Linked DNA regions of Mus musculus: all the other regions are linked to region 4. The links are chromatin contacts, called in public HiChIP or PLAC-seq and promoter capture Hi-C maps. All regions are on one chromosome and are shown on one strand. Each heading gives the region's core, a stretch centred on a gene start, on an enhancer-like site or on the middle of the called end of the contact. The rest is flanking DNA. Distances are from core to core; before and after follow the strand shown. Region 1 holds the start of Pgd (phosphogluconate dehydrogenase). Region 2 holds the start of Nppa (natriuretic peptide type A). Region 3 holds the start of Mthfr (methylenetetrahydrofolate reductase). Region 4 holds the start of Exosc10 (exosome component 10). Region 5 holds the start of Pex14 (peroxisomal biogenesis factor 14). Region 6 holds the start of Plod1 (procollagen-lysine, 2-oxoglutarate 5-dioxygenase 1).

What was found. Promoter capture Hi-C pulls out the DNA fragments that hold promoters and counts their contacts. HiChIP or PLAC-seq counts read pairs in DNA pulled down with a chosen protein or histone mark.
Region 1: an H3K4me3 HiChIP or PLAC-seq map of embryonic forebrain shows a contact between it and region 4, with 4 times the contacts expected there. The contact joins the promoter of Pgd here to the promoter of Exosc10 in region 4. A contact is called at or near these places in 1 of 115 datasets of contacts at active chromatin or transcription factors (embryonic forebrain) and 1 of 9 other capture datasets (adipose tissue).
Region 2: an H3K27ac HiChIP or PLAC-seq map of embryonic stem cells shows a contact between it and region 4, with 4 times the contacts expected there. The contact joins the promoter of Nppa here to the promoter of Exosc10 in region 4. A contact is called at or near these places in 2 of 484 Hi-C or Micro-C datasets (both in embryonic stem cells), 1 of 115 datasets of contacts at active chromatin or transcription factors (embryonic stem cells) and 2 of 9 other capture datasets (embryonic stem cells and liver).
Region 3: an H3K4me3 HiChIP or PLAC-seq map of embryonic stem cells shows a contact between it and region 4, with 3 times the contacts expected there. The contact joins the promoter of Mthfr here to the promoter of Exosc10 in region 4. A contact is called at or near these places in 1 of 39 promoter capture datasets (embryonic stem cells), 2 of 484 Hi-C or Micro-C datasets (double positive thymocytes and embryonic stem cells), 4 of 115 datasets of contacts at active chromatin or transcription factors (bone marrow-derived macrophages, embryonic stem cells and epiblast stem cells) and 1 of 9 other capture datasets (embryonic stem cells).
Region 5: a contact with region 4 is called in an H3K4me3 HiChIP or PLAC-seq map of embryonic forebrain, with 5 times the contacts expected there. The contact joins the promoter of Pex14 here to the promoter of Exosc10 in region 4. A contact is called at or near these places in 4 of 39 promoter capture datasets (embryonic stem cells, frontonasal cranial neural crest, hippocampal neurons and 1 more) and 6 of 115 datasets of contacts at active chromatin or transcription factors (astrocytes, embryonic basal ganglia, embryonic forebrain and 3 more).
Region 6: a contact with region 4 is called in a promoter capture Hi-C map of liver, with 2.0 times the contacts expected there. The contact joins the promoter of Plod1 here to the promoter of Exosc10 in region 4.

Annotation. Positions count from the first base shown.
Region 1 is chr4:149,165,028-149,168,608 of GRCm38.p6, forward strand. It overlaps Pgd (phosphogluconate dehydrogenase), which reads right to left and starts at 1,678. Exons shown (of 13, transcript NM_001081274.2): 1 at 1,560-1,678; 2 at 980-1,055; 3 at 23-202. The coding sequence starts at 1,567.
Region 2 is chr4:147,999,357-148,003,035 of GRCm38.p6, forward strand. Nppa (natriuretic peptide type A) reads left to right here and starts at 1,366. Exons shown (of 3, transcript NM_008725.3): 1 at 1,366-1,598; 2 at 1,702-2,028; 3 at 2,419-2,718. The coding sequence starts at 1,479. The coding sequence ends at 2,430.
Region 3 is chr4:148,036,907-148,040,898 of GRCm38.p6, forward strand. Mthfr (methylenetetrahydrofolate reductase) reads left to right here and starts at 2,171. Exons shown (of 12, transcript NM_010840.3): 1 at 2,171-2,226. It overlaps Clcn6 (chloride channel, voltage-sensitive 6), which reads right to left and starts at 1,907. Exons shown (of 23, transcript NM_011929.3): 1 at 1,775-1,907; 2 at 1,008-1,067. The coding sequence starts at 1,861. RefSeq lists promoters at 1,621-2,259, 2,070-2,259, 2,512-3,992.
Region 4 is chr4:148,556,412-148,560,253 of GRCm38.p6, forward strand. Exosc10 (exosome component 10) reads left to right here and starts at 2,008. Exons shown (of 25, transcript NM_016699.3): 1 at 2,008-2,167; 2 at 3,137-3,273. The coding sequence starts at 2,057. Mtor (mechanistic target of rapamycin kinase) reads left to right here. Exons shown (of 58, transcript NM_020009.2): 58 at 434-1,274. The coding sequence ends at 449.
Region 5 is chr4:149,097,913-149,101,792 of GRCm38.p6, forward strand. Pex14 (peroxisomal biogenesis factor 14) reads right to left here and starts at 1,931. Exons shown (of 9, transcript NM_019781.3): 1 at 1,860-1,931. The coding sequence starts at 1,895. It overlaps Gm46722 (a long non-coding RNA gene), which reads left to right and starts at 75. Exons shown (of 3, transcript XR_003955172.1): 1 at 75-1,227; 2 at 1,533-1,668; 3 at 1,765-1,866.
Region 6 is chr4:147,934,696-147,938,249 of GRCm38.p6, forward strand. Plod1 (procollagen-lysine, 2-oxoglutarate 5-dioxygenase 1) reads right to left here and starts at 2,081. Exons shown (of 19, transcript NM_011122.3): 1 at 1,907-2,081. The coding sequence starts at 1,982.

The DNA.
Region 1 (3,581 bases), core at 428-2,927, 610 kb after region 4:
CCGAGAACCGAGCTGGCCTTACTAATTTCTCGATGAAATCATCCACGGCTTGCCCGGCCTTCACAAGCAGGATGACCCGGCGGGGCTTCTTTAGTTTGGAGACCATGTCCTTTAAGGACTGTGCACCAACCACCTTGGTGCCCTTCGCCTCGTTGGCCAAGAAGTCATCGACTTTGGAGACTGTCCTATTGAAAGCACAGACCTGGAAGGACAAAAGGCCTGTCAGAGGATCTGGCACACACATGACCCTCGGGTGGTAGATGCAGCAACAGAGAAACGTCTACTCTGTCCAAGGTCTAGCGAGAGCTGACCTGCCTTTTCTTTTTAAGTGCTAGGCAATCTCTGCAAAGTCCAGTCACAGCAGAGAGCCCAGGGAAAGGCGGTTGCCACTTGTTGCTTATCAGGTTGAGCCTGTCACTACTACCTGGGTCCTTTGTCCCTGGTAATCCTGGTGTCTAAGCCATGCTACTATTTAGAAAGAACATTCAGAGCCCACAGGCAGGAGGATCCTCTGACCCTGGACTCAGAAAGCTGAGATGAGAGGGCCCTGAGACTCCAGTGTGACAACACTGTGAGACAAGCTGCTGTCTACAAAGAAAAACAATCTCCATGTACCCCAAGTTTTCCTAGCTACAGCTTCCAAGATCTGGGTCCCTTTACATCTATGGTTTTCAACCTTCCTAACGCTGCGACCCTTTAATATAGCCCCTCGTGTTGTGATGACCCCCAATCATAAAACTATTTTCATAACTACGCAATAACTGTAATTTGCTAGTGTTATAAATCATAATGTTGAGAACCACTGCTTTTATATTTATTTCTATCCAAGGAGGCTCTTCCCTTAACTACAGAGGGAGCACGACTAAAGCAGAAATTCTTCTACAAAGACACCAAACAGTGCTTACTGAGTGATGCCTTGGGATCTCTGAAAAACAAATCACAGCTCTCAGCGGGAAGGCAACGTGTCCTCACTACTTACCACAAATCCATGATCATTCATGTTCAAAATTAAGTTCTGGCCCATGACAGCCAGTCCGATCAGTGCAATGTCAGCTCTGAAATGACAAAAAAAAAAAAAAACAATAAAGCAAACACAAAGAAAGGATATTAGTGTTACTTAGTGGCTTTTATTAGGACTGGCAGCCTGCACCCTTCTCGGCTCACACCATGCACCTAGGATCGACCGCACCCTGCACCCCACAGTTCCATGGAAGTTCCTTCTAAAGGGCGTCCGGGCACACGAAGCCACCCATGCCCTGCCCCTGGCCCTGCCCGTCGTTCCTTATGGCCTGGCCAGCACAAGGGGCGTGGGCCGTCCCCGACCCAGCGCGGCCTTCCTTCCCCGCGAGCCCGTCGCAGCCGCAAGCTCCCACGAAGGGGTGGCGGAGCTTGCGCTGGCCATGGCGGGGACCCTGAGGTGCAGGGGTCAGGGCTGCGCGAGGAGACCCAGGCGACCACCGGGGCTGAGGAGAACAGGGAGACAACTGAGCAGAGCCCCGCCATCACCACGCTCAGCCCCGGAAGTCTCCCGGGCCCGACTGCGCGTGTCGGTCACTCACTGGGCCATGGCGGAGGCAGACGAAGCAGAGTCGAGGAGGAAGAAACGCGAAGGACCGAGCGCTCCGAGGCAAGTACAGTGAAGTCCGGCTCCCGGCGCCTCGAGAGGCTTACAGAGACGCTGGCCAATCAGAAGACAGGGGTGGGCCGATGCCCCACGCTATTGGGTCTCTGCGGCGCCTGTTATACCACCTGAGGGCAAACGGACCCGCCCACCCCCGGGGCCCAGATCTGTAGAGCGCCGAGCAGTCGATGGCACCTCGAGCTGGAGAGGAGCGTTTAAAGGGCTTCTTCTAAGTGTTCTAGGAGCGTTTAAAGGGCTTCTTCTAAGTGTTCTAGCGGGACCTTGCACGATGCCTCCCGCTCGTGCGGAAGCTCGGGTCTGCAGCTCGGCGTGAAAGAGAAGACATTAAGGGCTTGGTGCAGCCCTTACCAAGCCCACTGGCGTTTTTGATCCATGGCTGCTGCTTCCCTTCACTGTCCCTCAACTCTGAGGCAGGAGTCAAGTCTGTCCTATCTGTGGGAACCTCAGTGTGTACCATTTTTGCAGGTCAAGAAACAGCGGTGCAAACTAAGACGAGACGGTCAGCAAGTAAAGAGCCAAGCGGGTGGAAGTGGAACCCACTCCGCAAAGTTGGCATCTGACCTCCACGTGCAGCAGTGGCGCGTGCGCCCACTCGCACAGAAAGAGAAAACGAAGCGGAGGAGAGGCTTGAGGGGTTTTGGGGGGGTGGTTTCATAATTATTTATTTTTTGTGTATTGGTTTGCCTGCATGTATGTCCGTGTACCTCGTGCGTGGCCGATACTCGGGGAGGCAAGACTGGAAGTGAGTTCTTCCTTGTGCTTGTAGCGGAACACAAGCACTCTTCTCTACCATTTCCTCAGCCCCACTACAGTTTCCGGCGCTGGAGGTCTGGGGTGCTGTTTCGCCCGCTGGTCAGACACTTTTAGTTTCAATTTACTTTTCCATTCAGACTCAGGTGTTGGTGCGCTGCTTTCTTTTTTCTTTTCTTTTTTTTTTTTTTTTTTTTTTTTTTTTTCGGGGGGCGGGATTTTTTCTCTGTGTAGCCCTGCCTGTCCTGGAACTCACTCAGTAGACCAGGCTAGCCTCGAACTCAGAAATCCGCCTGCCTCTGCCTCCGGAGTGCTGGGATTAAAGGCATGTACTACCACGCCTGGCTAGGTTCAGGTTCTTTCCATTGCCTACTCTCTCTCTAGGAGTGGCTATCATGTCCTTCAATGAATTCCTTTTATCTTTTGTAAGTTTTGCACACAGCACATAGACATAACGCTTGATGGTAAATGAAAAGACTGGCTTGCACCAGCTTCTTGAATTTTTTTCCCTCACTCCAGTACTACGAATCAAATCGTAGGTTTTGAGCATTCTAGACAAGTGCTTTGCCACTGAGCTATATCCCTTGCCTGGCCCTAAGTGACTTTCTGTTTCTCTCTGTGTCTGTATCTGTTTCTGATAAATGCCTAATGTCCCTACTCCTCCAGCCCCCTATAACCAACACACATTTATCCCAACTCTGAGCTGGTTAGACCATTATTTCCAAAACAAGGGTGGGAACAAGGGAGTACTAGGTAAGAGCTCCTGGAAGAGTCTTAAGAGTCAGCCCATTGTCTTATCAGGTACAAGGCTCGGGGGTGGACGAGCTTCCAGAAAAACCAGAAAAAAAAAAAAAAAAAAAAAGACAAGATCTCAGTCCACAGCCTTGGCTGTGGTTTTTAAATTTGCTGTGGTGTTGAATCTTGAACTTCTATATTAGTCAGGGTTCTCTAGAGTCACAGAGCTTATGGAATGTCTCTATATATTAAGGGAAATTATTGGAGTGACTTACAGTCTATAGTCCAACTAACCCAACAATGGGCAACTATGGATGGGAAGTCCAAGAATCTGGTAGTTGCTCAGTCCCACGAGGCTGGGTATTTTAGCTGGTCTTCTGTATAAGCTTGAATCCTGTGCTGGCAAGTAAAAGCAAGCAGGCAAAGAAGAGTGAACCATCCCTTTTCCCATTGT
Region 2 (3,679 bases), core at 116-2,615, 560 kb before region 4:
GCTCGCCTAGTCCTCTCTGCTAATAATAATCCCCAGGCACACAATTAAGCAGTGAGCGCATCCCAGGGACTCATCCGGAGGCGACAGTGTGAACTTGCACAGATTTCAGACTTCAAGGAGAGATTGGCCAACCCAAATTGGTTGCCTACAACCCCCAGCTTTCTCAAAGGGCTCTCTTTTTCTATCTTAGAGAAAACATCACCGCAGACACCTCTTGTGACTTCCAGCCACATGACAACTCCACCAGGCAGCCACAGGGTCAATGGGCGTGGAAGTCTTCCAATAGCCCATTAAGACGGTCAGAAAGCAGAGAGCAGCAGAAAATGCACACACTTATCACACACACAAAGCATACATATGTCGAAAATGGCTACACTGGGGTGTGGAGACCACTTGTTAAAGGTGGACTGCCTGCTCATGCTCCTGAGGCTGCCAGAAGAATTCATGGCTCACTTCCTTGGTCTCAAAGGTCATGAAGGACATTATGGAGAATGGTGTATGTGTCCCCCCCTCAATCCCTTACCTCCTCCTTCTATTTCCCTGGGAAGGGTGGGACCACCACATATTTCATGCTCAGAGTCTGGGCTTTGGAAAGAAGAAAAGTGGTTTCATCCTCCAAACCCATCCTGTTGGCACCTTGGACACGAGTCTTGGGAGGCAGTAAAAATAAACTTTAGAGGAAATATGCTCTTCTAACATCCCTTGGTGTTTACACGTGTAGCTGAATTCTTTAGAGCCTGTATCATGTTGGCTTCCTGGCTGACTTCATACTCTAAAAAAAAAATAATAGCTCTTTCACCTGACTGCTAACAGGGACATCTAGGGTGGGGGTGGGCTGTCTGGGGCCAGAGGTCCACCCACGAGGCCGATGAATCAGGTGTGAAGCTAGCTCCAGCATGTGTACTCCCTGGCCAGCCTAGCTGGCCTCCCAGCTGCCTGTCATTGCCTCCTCTCCCGCCCTTATTTGGAGCCCCTGACAGCTGAGCAGCAAGCAGGGGGAGCTGGGTGCAGGCCAGCCGTCACCCTCTGCTTCCCTGCATGGGTCCTGTTGCCAGGGAGAAAGAATCCTGAGGCGAGCGCCCAGGAAGATAACCAAGGACTCTTTTCTGCTCCTCTCACACCTTTGAAGTGGGGGCCTCTTGAGGCAAATCAGCAAGAATGTGACTCTTGCAGCTGAGGGTCTGGGGGAGGGGGGTGAGTGGAGCTGCTCAAGGCAAAGGGGCCGTGACAAGCTTTGCCGAACTGATAACTTTAAAAGGGCATCTTCTGCTGGCTCCTCACTCCATCGCTTTATCGCTGCAAGTGACAGAATGGGGAGGGTTCTAGCCCCCCTGCCTTCTCAAAGAGCTGGGGGGCTATAAAAACGGGAGATGCTGGCAGCTAGGAGACAGTGACGGACAAAAGCTGAGAGAGAGAGAGAAAGAAACCAGAGTGGGCAGAGACAGCAAACATCAGATCGTGCCCCGACCCACGCCAGCATGGGCTCCTTCTCCATCACCCTGGGCTTCTTCCTCGTCTTGGCCTTTTGGCTTCCAGGCCATATTGGAGCAAATCCTGTGTACAGTGCGGTGTCCAACACAGATCTGATGGATTTCAAGGTAGGGCCAGGAAGTGGGACACAGACTGGGACCAGGGTCTCTTTGGTACTGGGTCCATTCCTGAGACGTCCCCTTTCTCTGTATTTATTTTGCCTTTATAAAGAACCTGCTAGACCACCTGGAGGAGAAGATGCCGGTAGAAGATGAGGTCATGCCCCCGCAGGCCCTGAGTGAGCAGACTGAGGAAGCAGGGGCCGCACTTAGCTCCCTCCCCGAGGTGCCTCCCTGGACTGGGGAGGTCAACCCACCTCTGAGAGACGGCAGTGCTCTAGGGCGCAGCCCCTGGGACCCCTCCGATAGATCTGCCCTCTTGAAAAGCAAACTGAGGGCTCTGCTCGCTGGCCCTCGGAGCCTACGAAGATCCAGCTGCTTCGGGGGTAGGATTGACAGGATTGGAGCCCAGAGTGGACTAGGCTGCAACAGCTTCCGGGTAAGAGGAGCTGTGGATGGAAATGGGATAGAGGTCAGGTGGGGTCTTGTTAGGGCTCAAACCTTGCCAAGGGACACTACCAGGGAGCATCTTTGGCAGCTGAGAGCCTGATGCATGTATCATTTTCTCTGTGAGTTCTTCCTCACTACGATGGGTGTCCCTTGAGTTTCAAGACAATGACAACAGCTGCTGCAGGGTCTGAGCCACAAGCACTGGGGAGTTAGAATACAGGGCCAAGACTGCCTCATTAATGCTTACCAGTGCCTTGCTTGCCGGTTTAATCACAGAGGCTAGACTGTGGCTTGTGGGAAATAGTTGATCGCTGTTCAAGTGGAACAATTTAGCCCAGTAAAGGCAGATCATCAAGCCAGTATATTTTTCTCTTTGTAGTACCGAAGATAACAGCCAAGGAGGAAAAGGCAGTCGATTCTGCTTGAGCAGATCGCAAAAGATCCTAAGCCCTTGTGGTGTGTCACGCAGCTTGGTCACATTGCCACTGTGGCGTGGTGAACACCCTCCTGGAGCTGCGGCTTCCTGCCTTCATCTATCACGATCGATGTTAAATGTAGATGAGTGGTCTAGTGGGGTCTTGCCTCTCCCACTCTGCATATTAAGGTAGATCCTCACCCTTTTCAGAAAGCAGTTGGAAAAAAAAAAAAAGAATAAACTTCAGCACCAAGGACAGACGCCGAGGCCCTGATGTGCTTCTTTGGCTTCTGCCCTCAGTTCTTTGCTCTCCCCAGCCTTGATCCCTCATTTCTCCCTCCTTCCCTCCCTCTTCTTGCTGTGTGTGTGTGTGTGGGGGGGGAGCCTCACGTCATAGTCCTCAAAATGCTCTGCCTCCATCACAGAACCCGGGAAAGTCCACCCAGGCTGAAAAGGGCATTTATTTTTAATTCATGAAAAGGGAACACGAACACACCTTTTCCTGAGGACAGGTAATGACATCTCTGCTCAGAAGTTTCAAGCATTCCTTTCTGGTTAGAGCCTGGGTGGCTTTAAGGGGCATTTAGAGAACCAGAAACTGCCCAGATCTGTTACAGAGTGCCAGCTGCTGTGACCATGTGAATTTCACTCTCTGAGTATGGGCAAGTGTGAATGGAGGGTGGGTTAAGCAGCTGAGAGGAGGAAGGTTTACAGGCTGATGGGTGGCCAGTTCAAACGATTTGTGGGCTACCCCACTGCTGCGTCACCACCTATCCACGTGTATCACTCGGTGCTGGAGATCAAACTCAGGGAGCCAGAGGCATTTGAAAATAGCCACAATCTCCCTAACACAGGACTGTGGAGCTTCAACTTGTACGTTGCGTGGAGGAGAGAACCACCAGGAAACATGCAGTACCTTATTTACTTTTAGTTTATGTAGCTTTGGCTGGCCTCAGACTCTAGGAGACCTGCCTTGCTACATTACCAAGTCTGGCTAAGGTGCAGTGTTTTTATACCAGCTTGTGAAAGGCACTGCTCTAAGCAGAGAACACATTCAGGGCTCATAGTGAACACTGCTTCTTCTCTGAGATCACTCAGGTCATCTTATAGCTCCAATAGGATATGGTTTGCTAACCCCCCTGTGTGCTTGTGTGTGTCTGTGTGTGCGCACGCATGTGCGTGTGCCTGTGTACTTGTGTCCCTAACCTGTACTGGGCATGTTATA
Region 3 (3,992 bases), core at 921-3,420, 520 kb before region 4:
CTTGTATGTGGAGATGGCTAAATGGGAAACATTAAAGATTTGAGTGTAAAATCACTAATCCATAAAAAAATTCACATGAGGGGCTGTCGAGATGGCTCAGTGGTTAAGAGCGCCGACTGCTCTTCTGAAGGTCCCTAGTTCAAATCCCAGCAACCACATGGTGGCTCACAACCATCTGTAACGAAATCTGATGCCCTCTTCTGGAGTGTCTGAAGACAGCTACAGTGTACTTACATATAATAAATAAATAAATCTAAAAAAAAAAAAAAATTCACATGAACATTCTATCAGCCTAAGGCAAGCGAGCTACAAATGGGTGTGACAGAGTTACTCAAAAGGTTGGATAGGGAAACAAAAATGTTGGATAGGGAGGCTGGAGAGATGGCTCAGCAGTTAAGAGCACTGACTGCTCTTGCAGAGGTCCTGAGTTCAACTCCCAGCAACCACATGGTGGCTTATGACCATCTGTAATAGGAATCCGTGTCCGAAGACAGCTACAGTATACTCATATACATTAATTAAATAAATAAATCTTTTTCAAAAAATAAGAGGTTGGGATAGGATTGATGGAGCAGCCTTTGTGAGTCTCCAGAAGAGCTCTTCCCATCTCAGCCTCCCAAGTCCAGTGGCAAACTAAAAGGAACCACAACATGTGGCCCCACACTCTTCAAAGTTTCATATCTGAAACTGGAAACTATAATCCAGAATAGGGCAGAAGAGAGAGAGGCAAGGTCTCCTCACAGCTCACGAGAGAGACTGTTTTGAGCACTCACAGGGAAGAGCTTCGACCCTGGGTCCCTGGAAGGTTTAATGGCAAACACGCTCTATATCCAGGCAGAACTGGAATGCATCACCACCAGACTGTGGGACCAGGTTAAGGACTTGCTAGGCAGTCATCTCCCCCATTCCCTGAGGCAGAGGGTCAAAGAGCATCTCTGGTTGGAGGCCTGAAGCACTCAGTCCTCTCACTACACCAGTTACCCAGGACAGCATCTGGAACACCTCACCTCATAGTCTTTCCTTGGAAGAATCTCATCCTCTTCTTCCTGTGTCTCCCCAAGGATGGTCTAGAAAAACAGATTCACAGAATGGAGATCTTTTAATGGGTTAAGGGTACAAGGAGGGTAGTATTATTAAAATCGAAATTAGCTAGAGCCATCTTCAAAGAGGAACAATGTTTCAAAACCATGAGCTCTACATTTCTATTGATCGGCGAATTCTTTAAATCGTAATGCTCACCTTCAGGACACCTGAAAGATGTCTGATGGCAGCTTCGTTGGAGGAGAAAATTCGTGTTTCATTTGACAATAGACTGACTACGGAATCGGGGGGAATGAATCAATTCTGAGAACACAACTCAAGTTTTCCCAGCTTGCTTTGCACGGGGAAGCTGGATCACCAGTGACCCAGAAAGAGTGAAGGGTAGAGAATAAGAACAGGCCAGAGAAACTACACCAACGGCATGGGCGTCACGTCCCGCGCAAGGGCTCATTCTACAATGCTTGCTTCGTTCAAAACTCAAAGAGAATATGGACGGCATTAATTCAAGCTGGCCGAGGCCCTCCCTCGGAGTCCAGAGAGAGGTTATAGAACAGAACTCTGGCTGGGGCACGCGGAGGTAAGCTGGATGCTTCCCGAGCCCAGGCAGCGGTCTCCGGGCCCCACCCGCTGCCACCTGCAGGCGCGGTCCGGCGCGGCCCCACCCCCGGCAACGCCTCTTGTCATCCTGTCATCCCTCCGTAGCCACCCCTTCCCCAGCCAGGCAGCCGCTCACCAGCTCCTCGGGGGTGCGGCTCTCCCGTTCACCGCAGCAGCAACACCACCGGCAGCAGCAGCACACGGACCCCCTGCACCCCGCCATCTTCCTCCTTTGCTGCCGCTCCGGACCACCTAGGCCAACCCCCCTCCCACCCAGGATCCGCGCCTCACGTGACTGGCCCCGGGAGGGTCACGTGGCCCTCTCGAGCTCTGGGTCCGGAGACAGGGAGTGGCTGCAGACGGGTGGGGCGAGGGCTCGCGTCACATGACGCAGTACTTGGCTGGCTTCCCCTGAGACCTCTGGGCGCGGCCATGTTGGGGCGGGACTTCCGGCCGTCGTCTCGTCTCGTAGATGTGGCTTCCGCCTGCCGCTCGTCCTGTTTCCCTTAGCAACCGACAGCTCCGCCCCGCCTTCTTCGCCAGCCCTAGGGAGGTGGCACCCTCGCCGCCACCGATCTGACGCAAGAGGTAACGCAAAAGGCTTGGGACGCTGCGGATAGATTCGCAGAGTCGGGAACACACCACCGCAAGCTAGACCTGTGGGCAGGCGGTTAGGTGCTGGCCGGCCCTTTGCACGTGAAGGCTCCTTAGGGCCTATGAATACTCATGGAGGCTGTCACCCCAGCCCCACTACCTGCAGGAAGGTATCTCAAAGTTAAAGGAATCCTGGATCTGGGGCAGTGATCCAGACCCTGCAGCCTTCTGGGACCCGCATCCCCGCCACGGCCTGTGACCCATTGACCAGGTGACCCGATTACCATCCCTCAGGCCATGGTGGCTGCCTGCCATAGTGTCTGTCTGTCTAGCTCTCTCGCTCGCTCTCTGGGATTTTGTTTGGTTTGGTTTGGTTTTCGCGACAGATTCTCTGTGTAGCCCTAGCTGTTCTGAAACTCTCTGTAGATCAGGCCTCGAACTCCGAGATCCATTGCCTCCTGCGAGCTGAGATTAAATATGTGCGTTGTCATGCCTGGTTGCCATAGTCTCTTAAACCCATCTCCCTGACAGCATCTGGAAAGGAAGAGTGGACCGACCATTAGTTTCAACGCCCAGGTGTCCATAGCATCCTGCAGTTCACATGCATCTATCACAACTCTTCCGGGAGTGGTGGGCTCAGTGTTTGTCAGTCTTATTTAAATGATCAGTAGGTGGCAGCGAGGCATTTTGAGATTGGTGTGGAGGTCTTGGCAGTTTTGAGCCCAGTGAGTACTGCCTGTTTTACTACTCTGCCAGGCACTGGCGATGCCACGCCTGAGACTGGTCTTTCTGGTCCAGTCACAGGCAGGGGACTGGACAGTAGAAGGGTAAACAAATTTGTCGGTTCACAGGCTCATCCTTGTGTGATTTGGGAGCTCAACTAATAATGGATAGGGGGTGGGAACTGTTAGAAATGCTTAAACCGAGCCGGGTGTGATGGCGCACGCCTTTAATCCCAACACTCAGGAGGCAGAGGCAGGCGGATTTCTGAGTTTGAGGCCAGCCTGGTCTACAAAGTGAGTTCCAAGACATCCAGGGCTCTACAGAAAAACCCTGTCTCGAAAAACCAGAAAAAAAAACAAAAATGCTTAAACCTTGGAGCGGTTTGCTGTGCCTGAGTCAGCTCCTCCGGTTTTGTTCCAGCAGTGAAAACGAGGCATTTCCCTTGGGTGGAGGAGGAAGGCCTTTGAAGGCCTTTCTCACTCTCCATGAGAACCTGGCAGTTTTAGGTCAGAACAGAAGTGGGACAGATAGATTGGGAGTAACACTGGCACTAAGTCTGGAGTCCAGGAGGGGAAAGAGCAATGGATTTCTTCCGATTCTTGAAGCTGAGACCCAAAATGGTACACTGACTTAAGAGGTGGAAGTTTCTGGAAAGAAACAAACCTGACCTGGTTTCTCTGTTGCTCCACGTCACCACACAGATAGCCACTACTGTGCTGGCCCACTGCTGTGCAGTGGTAGTGTTTGCTTCTTTTCCAGACTAGACTGCAGTATGGCCCTGTGCCCTGTTGGAAGGGCGTATGTGGTAGACTGTGGTCACTGATCCTTTTGACTTAATTGGCGTGTTTAGGGAGAGCTGCTACCAGGGCAGGCACAGATGGAACAACCTTTGTTCAGAGTTGGACATAAATCCATCCCTACCCTCGGTGACTTCAGTCCACCTGCCTCTGCAGCCCAGCCCGTGGCAAGTTCTAGCTCACAACACAACAGTCTTTTTGAAGTAGTGTGATCTCAGGAGATCTGGCTGCTTGGCCATG
Region 4 (3,842 bases), core at 758-3,257:
GTGGGCATGCCCTTACTCCCCAGCACTGGGCACGCAGAGGCAGGCAAAACTCGAAGTTTCAGTACAGCCAAGGCTATAGTGGTGAAACCATGTCTCAAAAATATCTGAGAATGCTCCTTGTCTAACGGGAAACTGAGAGCTGTGATCTGTATCTGGAAGTCACAGCTGCTTCAGAGCTACAGTTTAGAATGGGCAGGTGTGTGACTTTCTGTGGTGGCTTTAGATTTTTGTTGTCACTCCTGAGATGTAGAAGGGCACAGGAAGAGTCAGAGCAATGACTAGAGAGAAAAAGGGAAGAAGAAGATTGGTAATCCTGTAATCGAGTCTGGGCAGAGAGATCTCTGGGAGCTCAGGCCCGTTAGCCCTTGACTAGTGATACTGACTGAGTCCCACGGGGCTCTGACTGACCGTCCCCTTTCTGTCACCTTCCTAGGTGTCCCTTCTGGTAACTGAGGCCTGGAAAACCACGTCGTCTCCTCCCAGGCTTTAGTACCTTGTCTGTGCTTCCAGTGGACTAAAACCATGGACAGACAGTTGGACTTGTTAAATATTTTGAAATGTATATGAAAAGAACTACTGTATATTCAAAGTTGGCTTCCGCCAACCTCCTAGCTGCTGTTGAAAAGACACTGTCAGAAACACAAGGCTTGATTCAGTTCCCAGGACAGTGAAACACAGTAATCCTTCAGAAGCCAAGCCTTGGATTTTGGGAGAACAGAAGATGGGTAACTGAGAAATACGGGTTTTGACTTAACTTACAAGAAAACTCATCATAAACATTGCTGACAGAATAATCCAGTTGGTCCTCTCAACCAGGGGCTCCAACGGCAAGGACACAGAGGTCGGCACTCCACTATCCTGTTACCTCACCCGTCCCTGGATGCAGTGGCGACATTTGCAGGATGGGCCAACATGGCTAAGAGAGTCTGTCTTCCGCCTGACCCCACGATGCTGAAACTCACAAGACCTGCCCTTCCAGGAGGACATTTGTTCAGAAGCCTGGCCACCGGGCATGAGCAGGTGTGCCAAGGATCTCCATGCGGGGCCACACTGGCTCTACTGTGTTCAGTGAGGGAGGGATATGCTGTATTTGCAGCAGGGACTCAGAACATAAATGCTGATCACAGAGGGACACACTAGAGCAGGTTGTGAGTTATAAGCAAAGTAAATATCCAACTAAATACACAAAGTATAAAGTAAAGCCACATCTAGACACCACGTTGTATCTGAGTAAATTTTGTGCCAATAAATGACATCAGAATTTTAAAAGCATATATGTGTATGACTGGCTTTCTGTTCATCATTTTGTAAATTCTGTTATTGGGCTTTGGATTAAACTCAGTGGTGAGCCACTGACTAACAGGCACAGGAGCTAACACCATTACATTCCAGCACTAGACAGGCAACCATGGGTCTCTTGAGTTTCAGGACTACACAGAAAACCCTGTCATAATAAACGAGAATACATACATACATACATACATACATACATACATACATACATACACACACACACACATAGGCGTGTCACTTTATCAGTATGGCACATGTATGTATGTGTATGGGTGCCCATGTCAGCCAGTTGAAGTCATCTGCTCCCTTGGAACTGGAGTTACAAGTGGTCATGAACTTCAAGCCTGCGTGCTGTGGTCCTCTTTAAAAAAAAACAGCGAGTGTTCTTAACTGCTTCAAAACCTCCCTTCCCTCCCTCGCCCAATGTTTTAAACAAATTGGAAAAACCCAATCCTAACGTGGTTTTGCACGTCTTTAATCCCAGCACTTGAGTGGATGAGGCAGGCGGATCGGAGGTGAAGAGCTAGCTTTAAATGTGATTTTGATTGTACCCTCCCTCCAGTTCTCAGGCGAGGCCACAGGTTTGTTAGGATACAGCGTGAAATCAAAGAAAAGCCTAAATTTCCCCATCGTTAAGGCAAGACCCACAAAGCTACGCTACTTGGTGAGGGGTGGGGGGAGGATTTAACCGCGCGCATGCGTGTTACGCCCGCCTCGGGCAGCCGGAACAATCTCGCGAGAAGAGCCGCCCTAGGACGGAAAAATGGCGCCTCCCAGTCCCCGGGAGCATCAGTCCGCGCCGGCGACCAGTGCGACCAAGCCTGACGCGGAGATGGTACTGCCTGGCTTCCCCGATGCAGACAGCTTCGTAAAGGTGAGTTCGCGGGCCCTGGGGCTCCCCAGGAGCCCCCTGTTCTGGCCGGAAACGGGTCTGAGGCTACGGGCTTCCGGCGCCCGTCACGGCGGCCTGACGGCGCGCACGGAGAGCGGGAGAGGAGGGCTCCGCGCTTCCGGTGTGAGCGCGTGTGGCTTCGCGTGTCGAGCCGTGTCCGCGGCCTCGGAGGGGCGTCCTTGTCACTACCTCTCCCGAGGGGCCCGACAGCTGGGAGACGCTCCCTCCCATTGCTCACCCCGCTGCTGCCCTGACGTCCGTTACCCCAATCTCGTGGGTTGACTGTCCCCCGTCACGGGTGACATCAAGCCTCTCCAAGTGTCAAAGGACCTCTTGAGAAGGAGCATAGAGTTTTTTTTTTTTTAATTTATTTAAAGTCTTTGTTCACAAAATTCATGATGCTGTCATTAGGCCTTCACACCTCCCATCTGCCGGGGTCCCCCAACCGTAAGATCATTTTCATTGATGGCCTTGCTGCAAGCAATCTATGTAGACATTAACTTCAAAGTAAATTGCGATCCTCTTGTTAGTTTAAAAAAATATATTATTTTCGTCGCTAATTTGTAACAGTAATTTTGCTACCGTTATGAATCATAATGTAAGCAGGCAGGGTATTGGTGGGTCTGTGACCCATTATTTATCAACGACAGCTGCTTCTGATTGTTTACCCTTAACTACCTCACAACAGTCTTATCGAAAGCACTGGATATAAAATGGTCATCTGAGTGGGGTGGGAGTGGTGCACACCTTTAATCCCAGCACTTGGGAGGCAGAGGCAGGCGGATCTCTGTATGTCTGAGCCCATCCTAACCCAGGTCCTGTAAGAGAAGTGCTAAGCGCTCTTTTAACACTGAGTCTCTCCAGCTCTTGTGAGGTTTTTTTTTTTTATTTATTTCTGTTGAATGGACAGGAATCCGTGTCTAAAATGTGTCTTTTTCTCTGGATTTTCAGTTTGCACTTGGGTCGGTAGTGGCAGTTACCAAGGCATCCGGGGGCCTGCCACAGTTCGGTGACGAGTATGATTTTTACAGAAGTTTCCCTGCCTTCCAGGCATTCTGTGAGACACAAGGAGACAGGTTACTGCAGTGGTAAGTTTATTACGTTGATTGAAAGAAAGAGGGGCTGGAGAGATGGCTGAGCGGTTAAGAGCACTAACTGTTCTTCCAAAGGTCCAGAGTTCAAATCCCAGCAACCAACCACGTGGTGGCTCACAACCATCTGTAATGAGATCCAATGCCCTCTTCTGGTGTGTCTGAAGACAGCTACAGTGTACTCACCTATAATAAATAAATAAATCTTAGAGAGAGAGAGAGAGAGAGAGAGAAGAGAGAGAGAGAGAGAGAGAGAGAGAGAGAGAGAGAGAGAGAGAGAGAGAGAGAGAGAGAGAGAGAGAAAGAAAGAAAGAAAGAAAGAAAGAAAGAAAGAAAGAAAGAAAGAAAGAAAGAAAGAGGAAGAAAGGAAGAAAGAAAAGATTTTCCTGAGGGTCACATACCTCAGCGGTTGGGAAGTAATGAGAATGGTTGGGTTTCTGGGTCTGAATTCCGGTACCAACCAACCACAAAAAAACAAAACAAACAAAAAAAAAAAGCACTGCTAAAGGCCAGTGAACATAGGATAATCGCATGGCCTCTGGTTGTTAAGAGAGCATACATGGAGC
Region 5 (3,880 bases), core at 681-3,180, 540 kb after region 4:
CTGTGAGCCACCATGTGGCTCACGGGAACTGAACTCAGGACCTCTGGGAGAGCAGCCAGTGCCAATACTCTTAGCCACTGAGCCATCTCTCCAGCCCCATTCATAACATATTTTTTAAGTGTGTATTTGCAGTGTATTGTTAGATAGTGACAGGACAGGACAACTTTTTCCTCAGGCTTCCAGCACATTCTGACGCAATGTCATCTGTCAGCTCTGGAAAGGAGGGCAAAGGAGAAACAGGCTCAACCCACACAAAGGTGGCCAAACCCTGAAAGACCTTGGACCTCCAGAAACTGTGGACACAGTTCAATCCCTACAGAGGTTTGAAAAAAATTCAGACCCTGAGGCTCGCTGCAGTTTAGCATGCGAGGTGGGATACCACAAGAAAGGAAGGTCCCTCTTTCAGACACTGCAGAGTCCAGAGTTGGTCCTAATTGTTTCCCATGCCTTACAGCACACACATTCCTCCTGAATCACTCACACCACTAACAGAGGCTGATCTGAGTGTCCAGCGCCTTTAAGTGTGATTCCCCCTAATCGACTTATCACAAGTAGAAAGGCAGTAAGACTCTAAGTAGTAGTCCTCTGCCTAGGAAGGAAGGGAAATATCTGTAAGTGGTTTAAAACTCTTTAAGGTGCTTCAAGATGTTGACAAATGAATGATGAGCTTCCCAGGCTAAAAATATTGCTCCTCCTAGGTCTATCCTAATCACATTGAAACATAAGATAGCCAGAGAGCAGAGACACTTCTTCGGGAGCTGAAATCAAGGCCCGGCGGTGCACGTGATTTAGGGCTCGCTACAAAACCTTGCTACCCACTTCTGCACTTTACTAAGAGAAGAGAGACTTAAGATAAGCAGCACTGCCCTGGGGCCAAAGAGAAGGCTGAGCAGGCAAAAGGCGTTGCTGCTAAGCCTGAGGACCTGAGTTCCATCTGAGATCCACATGGCGGACGGAGGGGGGAACCGTTTCCGGCAAAGTTGTCCTCTGCCTCCCACCAGCACCATGCTGCGCACATGTACACAAAAATAAACAAAAAATCAAAAGTAAACATAACTTGCCCTCTGCCTGCCAGCACACTGGTGGTAAAACCCTCTCCACATCCCACTCCGCCTTTGGCTTAGAAACCCCTTCCGAGGCCATATCAGCACGACTTCCAGGCAGCCCAAGCATCAACAGTGGCCCTCACTGTCCCACAAGCGAAGCGGGATTTGGTTAAATCTGCAGGTGAAGAACTCGGAGGGGAGTCCTTGGCTAAGACAACCAAACCCAGCCAAGCGAGGGTTGGATCCTCAGCTAAAGCTCAGTGGCGTCTGTTATTTAAAGTACGTCCCCTTTCTACTAACGCACTGGGAGGGAAGGAGTCCTCAGAGCGGCGCCCCAACTTGAAAAGGAAAGAAAGCCCCATGGTGAATGAAGCCCCAGATGCTGGCACTTTGGGGGCTGAGGCCGTGGGAGCGGGAGTCGCCAGGCCCCTCCCGACAGGGGACAGCCGGGTACCAACGAGCCTTCCCCACCTCTCTCTCCTCCAGCAGGGCCCTGCAGCTGTGTGCTGAGGACCTAACCGGAGCCCGCCACCCTTCCTGACCAAGCCCAGAGGGCTCCGAGGGGTCGCCGAGCGGGAAGCCAGGGCCTGAGACCCGGTCGAGACCCCGACCCGGGACTGTGGTGAGAGCGGGGTCACCGGGGGAGGAGCCGGGCCGGGAGGACCGGAGAGGGGCGGGGCCCAGAGAAAACACTAAATCGGGGGTCCTCCGCTTCAAGGCGTCAGGGTCGCCGCCCCACTGCCTGCCGCGCGCCCAGCGGCGCCCCAGCCGCGACCCCTGACAGTCGCGACGGGGCAGTCCCACTCCCCTCACCTGGTTCGGCTGCTCTGCCTGCTCCGACGACGCCATCTTCCTCAGGCCTGACTAGTCGACCGCCGCTGGCCCAAGTTTCTCCCAAGAGCGCTTGCACTAGTTCTCCCGACTAGACCAAAGTAGAAGGTCCCGAGCATGTCGATGGGGGCGGGTTCCCGGCAAAAAGGATTGAGTGAGACTGGTGTCCCGGTTATCTTGCAGTTTACAGGAAAATCCATAGTTCAAATTCTTTTTAAAAAAATAGAATATCTCTTGTTGTTGTTGTTTTACATTGTTGATGTATAAACGCTGTGGTTTAGGCACATCTACTCCTAATTTTCTCCCCCTACTCTCCCCACATCACCCACCAGGTTCACCCTCTTTTTAAAATAAATTTACATGTTTGTATGTTTAGACTTGTTTGTTTTTGTTTTCTAGACAAGGCCTCACGTAATTCAAAGTAGCCTCAAACTTTCTATGTAGCCCTAGATGAACTTCTGATCCTCCTGCCTCCACCTCGAGGTGCTGAGATAACAGGCGTGCGCCACACATTTTTATTCTTGAAGTAAATCTCTCCCTATTCTCATAACATCGTGGGCACATTTAGGGACTACTTATTTAATAAACACATGAAAATGTAAGTTAAAATTTAGCCATTCGACCGGGCACTGGTGATGCACGCCTTTAATCCCAGCACTTGGGAGGCAGAAGCAGGCGGATTTCTGAGTTCGAGGCCAGCCTGGTCTATAGAGAGAGTTCCAGGACAGACAAGGCTACAACAGAGAAACCCTGTCTCGGAAAAAAAAAAAAAAAAAAAAAAAAAAGCCAAAAAAAAAAAATAGTGTAGCCATTCGGTACACTAGTATTCGTTAAGTACCTACTGTTTCTCAGAAGCGTTCATAAACTCCAACAACACTCTGCAGCTCGCTCTCTCTCTCTCTTTTTCTTTTTTTTTTTTTTTTTTTTTTTTTGGTTTTTCAAAACTCTGTCGTAGCCTTGGCTGTCCTGGAACTCACTCTGTAGACCAGGCTAGCCTCGAAAATTTGCCTGCCTCTGCCTCCCAAGTGCTGGGATTAAAGGCGATCGCCACCATGCGTTCTGCAGCTCTGTCTTAAGAAACCCATGTGTTGGGGCTGGAGAGATGGTTCAGTGGTTAAGAGCACTGACTGCTCTTCCAGAGGTCCTGAGTTCAAATCCCAGCAACCACAAATAAATAAATAAGAAATCCATGTGCACAATAGTGCTTTCTCAGGCTGCCTCTCCTCTGTATTAGAACTGACATCTCAAGATGGGGATATAGCTTAGTTGGTAACACATGCATAAAACCTGGGCTCCAGCACAATGACTACGTGGTACAGTGGTGCACAACTGTGACCACAGCACATGGGCTATATGCTGAGTTCAAGGCCAATCTAGACTATGTAAGGTTCCCGTTGGTTGGTTGGTTTGTTTTTTAAATTAAAAAAAAAAATTTATACAGGCAGAAGACTGGAACACCCAGACTTTGAGAACTGGGGACATTTGAGGAGAGAGGAGCAGTCTGTGAACCATCATTATGGTAGCTGAATTGTTAGATGTGTTGCTTTAGGTTTTTGAGACAGAGTCTCACTGTGTAGTCCAAGCTGGCTCAAATTCAAGATCCCCTGCTTCTGCCTCCAGAGTTCTGGGATTATAAGTGTACCAGTATGCCCTGCTCTTTAACCTTAATATCACCACCCGACCACCACCAACATCACTATTTTGTATGTATATGATGCTAGTCCTTGTGTGCTAAGCAAATGCTCTACCAATGACCCACACCCCCAGTGCCAATTCTTTTCATGTTAAACACTGGAGCAATAAAACAACAACAACAACAACAAACCAGACTTGTATCACAGCCAGGAGGGATGAATATATTGCCAGGCAGTAATGAATCAGCTCTGTGATTCATGGTTCCCTTTACTTTCTGACTTGCGATCTTATCATTCTTTCTTGCCAAGAGACACATTTTCTTAATTCCCATTTCTATTTATTTTCAATTCTGTAACCAGGCACCGCTC
Region 6 (3,554 bases), core at 831-3,330, 620 kb before region 4:
TCTGGGGTCAAAGGTGCGCATCCACCACCACACCCAGCCACGTTCATACCCCTGATCCACTACAGCACCCAGCATGGTAGAACAGCTGACTGGAGATAGAATCCAGAACCACTGGGGCTTCTCCAGTCTCCACCCATGCAGGTACCCTCTCCAGTCCACCATCAAGCCCATCAGAGCTCTGGGCCACCCACAAAGTATCAACAGGAGGTATGGGTTCCACCAGGATAGCACCCCCACCCTACCCCCTCGCCCCACCCCCACCCAACCTCAACAGCCACCAGGGCCACATGGGCCTGGCCACCTGAAAGCTCAGCCTTCCCCTCCTGCTGCCCAAAGTCCAGTAATGATGTCCCCAGATGGACAAACTATGACCCCAGTCAGCAGAGATGAAAGAGGCATGGTGGAAGAGCAGAGTGTTACGAACAGTTGGCTCAGCAAGGAATTTAGCCTTCCTGAACTCCACCATAGGAACCATGGATGAAGGAGCCCCCTTTCAGAGATTAATGTGAAGACCCAAATGAGTGTCTGAAGTGTGGAACACAGTGTCTGCCGGTGACGCCTCCATTCTTGGCACAGAGCGGGAGCTGAGTTCTGGGCTTCCTAGAGGGCAACTGAGGCTCTTGGAACTGGGATGGTCTGGAGTATCCGAGCACGCATCAGCAGAAGCAGGAGAAAGTGAAATGGAGAAAAAATGGCTGCCACTGGGCTCCAGGTTCCTGCCACTAGGTGGGCCTTTGCACACATTACCAACTCTGTAGTCGGGACTTATCAGAGTCTCTTATCTATCTTCCTTTGATGCTAGATTAGACCCTACCAAAACAAACAAACAAACAAAAAAACCCCAAAACAACAACAACAACAAACCTAGCTGCTCTGAGCTTGGAGAGAAAATGCCCAGAGCCTTGACTTTAAGGGGACTCAGGGGCTGGTCTTATTTGAGGAATCTCTTGTGATCTCTAGAAATGAGGTCTTGCCACTCTGTGTTGGAGTCTAAAATACCAAGCTTCTCAAAAACTGTGCATCACCAACGCGAAAGGCGTGTGACCCTATGTATAACTGAGCACAGATGGAAGACGGAGCAGGCATGCAAAAACCTGTGGCTCCCAGCACATGGGTTTCAAAGCCAGGTTCTTTTCCTTTCCTTTTTTTTTTTTTTTTTTTTTTCTTCCTTTCTTTCCTTTTTGGTCAGGGTCTCATGTAGTCTAGACTGACTTTAACCCTTCGTGTAGTTGAGGATGACCTTGGACTTCTGATAACCCTGCTTCAACCTCCCTGAGTACTGGGGTTATAAGCATGCACAACTATGTTTAGTTTATGCAGCGCTGGGGACCAAACCCTGGGCTGCATGCGAGCTAGGCAAGTGCTCTTACCAACAGGGCTCACCCACCGGAGCCCTCCACATTCCTACCACCCACCATGTTCAGGCCAACTCCCATGTCTCCAGCAACATGGGTGGAAGAAAACAGGATGCCCTGGAGAATGCGGCTGATTTGGAGCCTCAGTTTGTAAAGCTGGAAAACGGGGTTAACATAAGAAAACACTTCCAGCAAACGTATTTAACTGGTGCTTAACTAGTGAGGCCAGGCTGCAGCAGATCGTGTACGATAAACGGGAGTCTTGCTACTTATTATGGGAATTGTGATCATGGACTCCTCTGAGCGCCAAATGAGGGTAGGGGGCGCGCAAGGGGAGAGTGTACTTCGGCTGTCCCCTCCTCTGCCCGCAGCACAAACCTAGGAATCCCGACCCCATGAGAGGAAGTGATCTACCGGAGTCACCCGCGGGCAAGTGGACAGATGACCGCAACCCAGCTCCCCGGCTCCCCCCCTTCCAGCCCAGGTCGCCTGGACACCCCGGTCCTCGGCGAGACAGACGGCCAGGCACAGCTCCGCCGCCGCGTCCTCACCCTCTAGCTTGGCGTCATCCTTCGCCTGGACCAGAAGAAGCCAGGCCAACGGGGCCAGGAGCAGCAGGGACCGCATAGCGGAGTCTCGGGAACAACCCGCCGGCACTGAGACAGAAGCTGAACTGGAAACTTCGCGACGGGGCCGGCGGGCGCTGCCACGCACTGAGCCCGCCCCGGGGGCGGTGCCGCGCACGCCTCCGCCCGCCTCGGGGAAGGGTTTTCCTGCTTAGGCTTCTAGGTCCTCCAGACTTGGGGCAGGTCGTTGTGCCCCCTGGGTCCCGATGCCGGACCGTCCATGCTCTCCCTCCCCCGCTTCTCTCCAAGTGGGCGAGGAGGGCGAGGCCTTGATGTCTAGAAGAGGAGACTTAATATCATCTGCACCGCGATGGTGGGAATATATATATAAAGTCTAGCCCCAGCTCCCAAAAGAGAATCACTTAATTCAACTTTCCGCTCCCTGGAAGGAAATCAGAAAGTAGTCAAGGAAATTGCAGCGGTTAATTATGGGATGGATGTGTGTGTGTGTGGTGATGGTGGGGGGGGGGTATTAGATGGATGGATAAGTGGGTGTGTAAGTGGGTGAGTGAGTGGATGGTTGGATGGCGGTATAGGTGGATGGATGGGTAAGTGGCTGGCTGGCTGGATAGATGGATGATGGGGGGCCAGATGGATGGATGGGTGAGTGAGTGGATGGATGAATGAGGGCTAAGTGGATGGAGTGAAAATTTTCAGTGCCATTCACAGACAAAGTAAAAGAAGGTCAAAAGTTTCTGGAGCAAGGGTTCCTGGTCCAGATGTGAGCCAAGCACATCTACATTTAGACAAAATCTGTCAAGCCGTAGAAGAGAGCTCAAACAGGGACCCTGGAATCTCAGTCCCACAGATTAGATCCTAGGGCAGGGTTCGGGAGGGCGGGGGAGGAGGGGCTTGACGAAATCAGGGAGTTAGGGAGATTTGGTCTTTCACAAAGGAAACAGGCATCTACAGGATGCTAAGTGGGAAAGGTTTTCTCTTCAGTATGACTCATTGTTAAAGATAGATCCTCTGCCTAGCAGATAGGTCAAAACAAGGTTGGGTGGGGTAGGGTGGGGTCTGCCCAAATCCTAGCACTCAGGAGGTAGAAGAGCTCCATTGTCCAAAGCCAGCCTGAGCTGCACAGCCAGACTCAGTCAGAGAAGGGAGGAAGAAGGTGTCAAAGCGAGCTGGAATCCCAGCACTCAGGAGGCATAGCAGGATCAGGAGTTCAAGACATGCTCAGCCGTAGAGCTAGTGACCATATAGCTTGAGGCTAGTGTGGACTGTGTGAGACCTCAACAACACACACCCACCCCCAACACAGGAAACTTACAGACCAATGTTTGCAATGATTATTTCCAAGTTGTGGAATAAACATGTTCATAACTTATGCAGCGTTTCTAGGTCATATTATTGGGAATCGTTCTTCTTTTCTTGTTTCTCTTTTTCTTGAGAAAGATGTACAATACTTGTACAATTGAAGAACCACGTGTCCTTTCTGGGAAATAAGAACAGGCTGGAAAAATGGGCGTCCACCTCATTGTGCAGAGGTCAACTCACACTCTCACAGATGGTAGAAGAGAGGCCCAGGGCTATCCAGCAGCAAGCTCAAAGTCACAAGACCAACCAGAGG